2 separate regions of the Arachis hypogaea genome follow, and region 2 is linked to region 1. The links are chromatin contacts, called in public Hi-C maps. All regions are on one chromosome and are shown on one strand. Each heading gives the region's core, a stretch centred on a gene start, on an enhancer-like site or on the middle of the called end of the contact. The rest is flanking DNA. Distances are from core to core; before and after follow the strand shown. Region 1 overlaps LOC112766678 (amino acid transporter AVT1I-like). Region 2 has its middle 7.6 kb from the start of LOC112767606.

What was found. A called contact is a pair of places that touch in the nucleus more often than the background predicts.
Region 2: a Hi-C map of an unstated tissue shows a contact between it and region 1, with 4 times the contacts expected there. The contact joins two enhancer-like sites. A contact is called at or near these places in 3 of 8 Hi-C or Micro-C datasets (leaf and an unstated tissue).

What each region holds. Positions count from the first base shown.
Region 1 is chr17:25,993,046-25,996,633 of arahy.Tifrunner.gnm2.J5K5, forward strand. LOC112766678 (amino acid transporter AVT1I-like) reads right to left here. Exons shown (of 3, transcript XM_072222618.1): 3 at 2,477-3,167. The coding sequence ends at 2,646. Among protein-coding and RNA genes, the nearest start is that of LOC112767180, 6.4 kb to the left of the region's middle. Within about 2 kb of position 1,911, at least 3 of the 3 cell types and tissues checked have open chromatin away from gene starts, as enhancers often do.
Region 2 is chr17:26,118,953-26,122,540 of arahy.Tifrunner.gnm2.J5K5, forward strand. No RefSeq gene overlaps it. Among protein-coding and RNA genes, the nearest start is that of LOC112767606, 7.6 kb to the left of the region's middle. Within about 2 kb of position 1,884, at least 2 of the 3 cell types and tissues checked have open chromatin away from gene starts, as enhancers often do.

The DNA of each region.
Region 1 (3,588 bases), core at 661-3,160:
CATTGTTATGTTAGCAACACACCTTTCACGTGTTGTCAACTTGCCTTACACATACTGTGTTAGCACGTTCTCTACGTATTGATCCTATATATTTGATATGTCCATTAACATATAAATATACTAAAAATGTCCATTTCCATTCCAAACACCATATACTCTCCATAAAAAAAAAAAAAAAAAAAAAAAAAAAAAACAGCCGTCAAATTTATCCACCCCTAGATTTACAACATGAAATCCTACTCTCAGAATTATGTACTTTAAGTCTTTAAGTATGTTTACTTACTGTACTGTCAAAAAGATACCAAAATAAATCACAACAAAAACATTTACAATGCAAAAAATAATCAGCATCAACACGAATATTATTTTCTGTCATATGAAATTCATATTAACACTATGCCTATATTTTTAATCTAAAATAGATTTAGTTTTATATAAATATAAATAAAACCGGTGAATGATAATATAAAAATAAAAATTTTAGTGTTTCTTAAATTCTAAATCATAAATATTAAATAATAAATTCTAAATTCTAAATGTTAAACTCTAAATTCGAGCCATTGATATAAAATAATAAATAAAAAACTAAAATTTATTAAATTAAAAAGGATTACAACACCCTTTACTTAATTTGGGGCCAACTTATTTTGTCAAATCCACCTAAAAAAGGTTAGGTCTAAACCATCAATAATGAATAAGTAATCAAATTCATCCTTAAAAAATTATTCGTTTTTGGAATTGGTTATCAAAAAATTTTTTTAATCAAATTCGTTTTTCAAATATTTCAAGTTAATCATGTTGATTATTCGTTACTTCTTTTATTTTTTATTTTTTACCAAAGATAGGAGACTCGAACCCGCAACCTATGCCATTTGAGCTATAACTCATTGGCTCGTTACTTCTTTTATTGATGATGTTAAAATTGACTGATATTACATAATAAATGATACTATATCAATATTACACGACTATTTATTCATCAATAACTATAGGTCCAATCCCCCAATATAAAAAATATCCTATTACTGTCCATATTCAAGATTATTTCGTAACCCAAAAATCTAATTTACGGAAAGACATTTTCTTTTTTTTTTTTTTTTGGTTTTATACATTACACAACATACATTCACTCATACAAACACTCCTGCTACTAACATGGGTTTTATATTTTTTATTGAGGAGTGAGACAGATGATACTGCCATTAGGTTTCGGCTGTCTAAAAAGATTTTTTTTTGTTTTTTACACCACATACCCATATACACTCATATACACTGCTACTATTATCTTTCTATAGCCTCTTGAGCTTAATGAAGGTTCGAATCTTTGTGCAGCTCCTTGTGACATAGCAAATTCTGCCATTAACTCCAATAAAAATCCAAAAATTGGCTTAGAAAAAAGAAAAAAGAAACGGTCCAACGAAAAGTGGGCCTTTAAAGCCCATACTTACAAAATGGACAATAAAAAATATTTAAAAATGTTGCTAATAATCATCTCTTCTCTTTTTCTTTTTTTAAGCAATTTTGTAAGAGTCTAAAAGACGAAGTTCACCTCAGTCTTTATTTTATAGTATTCAATTCCAGCGACTCAAAACTCAATATTTGACCGATTACTTAGATTAAATCTTAAGGGAGATTTCCGAAAAAGTAACCCAAAATTCCTTATAGAAAGAATTAAAGATAGATGGCTCTCTTCCGAGCAAACAGGATACCAAAAAAAAAAAAAAAAACTGTCAGAATTAACACATGACTTTAGACGTGATGAAATCGGAAGTATAAAGCAATCCGAACCCGACTCTTCTGAATCATTATTTGACTATTCTGCAAAATAGAGGAAACGTGTCATGCCCAAAGGTATGACAGCAAATTTCATCACATGTAGAAAAAAAAAAATCATCACTGTAGCGTTGGCCCATCTATTTGGTTGAATCATAGTACTAGAACGGATGGGAATAGAATAGAAGATGAGCTGGCCTGTTTGGAAGATGCCTCTACCAACATTTGTAACTTTGAAATAATCTTGGATTAATTTAGTAATTAATTTATTAATTTATTTAAACAAGTATTAAGAGTTTAAATTTTGTGCATATAATAATTAATTAATTTACAATAAATTTTTAAATAAATTTTAAATTTATAATTAATCAGTTTTTAGTTTGTCGAATTATGCCATACTATAAAAAACAAAACAAAAAATATTTATAACTTAGGTAACTTGAATGATTAACTGAACTTACTCTTCAACTTAAATAAGCCTTAGAAGTTCTACTCCCGCTTTATAAAAATAGTAATTGAAGTCTAACGACAAACCCCTTAAAAAGAATTTTGATCCCCTATAGGGTAATCATTAATTTATCGGCATCAACAACAGAGGGAAAAAAACATATGTAGCTTAGTCTTTTTGACAGTTTGAATACCTCTAATTGATTGAAATTCTCTTCCCGGAAAAAAAAATAAAAAAGAAAAAGAAAACAATAACTACCTATGCTACTCTTCGATTTATTTATTTTACATTAATCTCGAGTGCATTCAATAGGAGACCACATGGTTTAACCAAACTTCCAAATGGATTACTTACGATACATGATATATGTAAGTAATCTCAGTATTTTTTATTTTAAAAAAAAAGTACAAATGGGGAATTACAACTATAAATGCCTAATTATTTCTAAGAGGGAAGTGTAAGTTCCAAATGCTGCAATTGCAACTCCTACTAACACTATGGAATAATTGACGATCATTTCACATCCCAATTTCCCATAAGTTCCAGAAATCTTCAAGTAGCAAACACATGGCACTAGGAATGAAGCAGAGACACTTAACAATGCACCAACAAGGGACATTAGGTACCCAAAAAATGGAACAGTGAGTGCAACAACAACAGTGGTGAAGAGCAATATGCTACTAATTAGTATATGTGTGAGCTTTGGCCTTTTGTTGTAGTGTGATGGAAGCACGTTTTTTGTGGCATCCACAATTGGCCTTAGCATCAGAGCATATTTGGTTATGGGGTTAACCAAAGTTGTGTATATCGCCACTTTTGAACTCAGTTTTTCTTTTGGAAGGTTCAGAGTTATTTCTGATTCAACCTCTGATCCAAACATTAAGTATCCCAAAACTGCTGTTGCTGCATATACTAGAGTGCACAATGTGAAGCACACCAGCAACACCTGTAACAAATTAAAGTAAATGATACATGTAATAACATATAGTTAGGTGGGTTTGGAATTTTAAAACGTGCAAGATGGGCAGAGTACTTGGAAAATTTTGTCTCCTGGAATAAATGAATAATGTTAGCTTCTACTAAGTCTTGAACGAAAAAATATACCAATTTAGTGACTCTATCTTGACCAAATCGATTTTAATAATTATAATGTCAATTCACTTACATGGAGATATTCACTAAACAATGAGTTAAGTAAGAACTATTAGTTAAGTAATGAACTATCAGTAAAATCACCTTTTTTTTTTACTTTATTTTTTTGGGTTAAATTTTTGTGTTAATCCCAATAATTTTTTTAATTTTATCATTAAATCTCTATACTTTAAAAGATTTTAATTGGGATCCTACACCAATTTTAAATTTATAAT
Region 2 (3,588 bases), core at 634-3,133, 130 kb after region 1:
ATATATATATATATATATATATATATATATATATATATATAGTTTAAGTTCATCATGAGAAAAATATGTATTTTTTTATTAATATTTATTATTTATTTGAATTGGTAACTTAGCAAGTATGTTAATTGGCACTTAAAATACCTTTCTATATATATGCAATATATATTAGCTTATTCTTCTTATATCGATTAAATTGAATTTAAATATTTAGATATTATTAATATGTGCTATATATCCTTCAAATGTCATATAAATATAAGAAATGTAAAAAAAAAAATTCTTTAAATATAAAAAAGAGAACCTAAGAAAAACTCAATAAGATGTTGTTTTAGGTAAAAGATAACCGCAAATAAACTTAGACAAGTGTTATTTTAGGTATATGAAAAAAGTTAAAAAAAGAACAAAAAAAGTTTATACAAGTATTGCTTTAGGTATATTAAAAGGAAACTTAAAAAAACTTAGACAAGTGTTACTTTATGTATTAAAAAATACAACTCGTAAAAAATGTCACAATAAAGTCTTTATTAATGCGTTGTGTTTGGGTCCTCTAAAGCAACCCTTACATAAAATTATTTTTTAGTAGAAAATGCAATGTTTTTTAAAGGTTGCCACGAAAAGGGTTTTCTTTGATGCAAAAAACTGTTGCTTTAGACCAAAGGTAACGGCCGTATAGCCAATTCCAAAAAGTGTTGCATTTTATCAAAAAGTGTTGCCTTTAATCAAAGGCATCGCTTTTTCTTATTATAGGCAATGTTTTTAAAGGGTTGCCTCAATTCGAATTTATTGTAGTGTGATAAATAATAATTAATTGAGTAATATTAGAAAGGTAATAATTTAAAATTATTTTTATTTAATTTAATATGTATAATTTTATTATTTTATGTATATAATGTTTGAGGTTAAATTCTAGGAAGCCAAAGATGGTCATAATTTGTTTTTTTGGTTTTTGTTTGTATTTATTAATTACTGACTATTAAAATAAATATATAATATTAAATATAATAAGTGTATAATTATAAATATTACATATATAAAATTATAAGTATTAAGTTAAATAAAATAATTTTAAAATATTGTTTTTCTAACTAGAATTACTCTTAATTTTAAAGTAAAATGATCATCTTGACATATATTTTCATCTTTTAGTTTTAAAAAGATGATATATATAGTAAGGGACAAATTAATACTGGAATAAATTGAATACAACTCATTTAAATAAGATAATTTTTGCATTTTATTATGGTGGTTTTCTTTCGATCTTAAAATTTAATTACTTGTAAAGAAAGAATTTGTACAATATAATATAAGATAATTTTTTTTTGTAAAATTGTTGCTTTATATTTATTTGATTCTTTGTGGTACAGAAATTTGTAGAAGAGAATAATATACAAAGTAAAGTCCTCCAATTCATCCCTGCCAAAAGTATGTATAAATTTAAAGAATCTCAACTTGTGATCATAGTTATTAAGGGGTAGTGGAGGGGATATATTAGTTTATTACTGATATGAAATAACCATGATACTTTTATTGGGCGGGGTTGTAAATTAAAAGTACCTAAGTTAAATCATGAGAATGAAAAAGAGAACAAATTCCAATTGGCCAAATGCGTAACAACTAAGTATATATGCTCAAGTCAAAATCAATTAATGACTTTTGAAGACTTTATCTTTTTATTGTTCGAAAAGAAAAATAATGAGATGCCACATCTATATTCAAGTATGATTGATTTTTTATTATCTAACGGTGAAAAACACAAATTTTTCAGACGATAATTGGACAATGAGCTAACACACAAAATTTTCCGGGTATTAACGTCATCAATATTGTTTTTAAATAGAATAATACCGTAGTGTATGTAATGATATATATTATTCGTGCACCTAAGTGACCTAACTAAATCCTACTCCTGATTTGTTCTTGTCTTTCACGCCATGTTTTCTCTTTTCTCTTCTTCTCCTATAAAAATTTAAATAATTAATATTCCGCATGCATTTTGTATTTTTGTGTCACTTCATCGTAACTTTATGGGAAAGAGAAAACATTGGTCCACGTGGCACTCATGCAACTCCCAATATAATAATACGAGGAATGCTAGGAGCAGTAACTTTTGTGATTTGTAACGATTAAATAATCATTAATGATGATTTTAATAGTGTAAAGTTGGTGTGAAATTTCATCTAATGTCTCACTTTTTTTTGTTAATTACATGCTGGCCATAATTTAATAAAGTTACTGACTCTTAAACTTTTCTTAACAATATTGCCATTATGTTAAATTAATGGAAGAATTTTAAGTGTACAGGTATTACAATAGTTTAAATGGATATGAAAAAGAAAAAGTATATTTTCTAGTGTAGTAAGTATATTGATATTTTAATAATTTTAATAGTTAATTTTAATTATAAAAAATATATATAATTATTACAACATCGATATTTTGAATATATTTAAAAAATTTTATAATATATATTAATTAAAATTAACGATTAAAATTATTGAAATATTAATATTTTAAATACACTTAAATTTTTTTTTAAATTATATTAGTGAGTTAACTATTAATTTAGTATTTAAAAAATTCAGTTATTGACAATAAAATTTCTGAAAGATGATATTAATAAAATTGCTCTTTAAATAATTTAAAAATATAATAAAAATAACTAATAATTATTATATTTTTTGTAAGAGACAATTTTTTTTTTGTATTTAGCAAACGATTTTTCTATTTAATATAAATTTAAGTGGTAATATTTGAATAAATATTTAGAAAGTACACAAAAAATTTGGAACAAAATTTGATCTTTAATTTTTTTTGTTTTTTTTTTAAAAAATGATAATTCAGAATAAAATTCTTTTAAAAAAATTTACTTGACATAAAATTACCAAATTTTAAAGATAAAAATATCTTATTTTTTAATAATAATTACAAAAATTTACATCAAAATCTAATATCTAAAGTCTTTTTTTAGAATATATATTTAATATCTAATTTTTTTGTTGCGTTTTTAAATCTTTCGAGAGTTTATTTATCGTTAACATTTTTTAGAATTTTTTTATTAATAATGTAAACTTTGAGGTATCGTTTTAATAGTTTACTTTATAATAGCTAATGATAAATTATGTTAGCTTTGTGAAAAAAATCTCAAAATATGTTAAAAAAAGTGTGTCAGCAAATTTATTATTTATTATTATTATTTTTAATTATCAATTTAATATTTTTATTTTTTAGTCTAATAATTTGATAATATATTTTTAATTTATATTTTTAAATATTATTCATTAACTATTGACTAAAAATAATAAATTTTATTAGTTTTATAATATTTTTTTGTCTTTAAATATTTAGGTCTAGTTTGAATAAACAACTTAATTAATTTACTTTTGAAAAAATAGCTTAAACAATAAATACTTATATTAAAAGTAACTTATAAATAAGTTATTTTATGTTTAATTTTTTAGTTCTAAAAGTACTTATTTTAAGTGAAAAATGATAAAAAAAAAACTTTTTATTATGAGAGAAGTAATTTTTTTATTTTCTTCTTAAATACCAAAATAACTTTTTAAAAAATTATAATTTTATTTTAAAAAT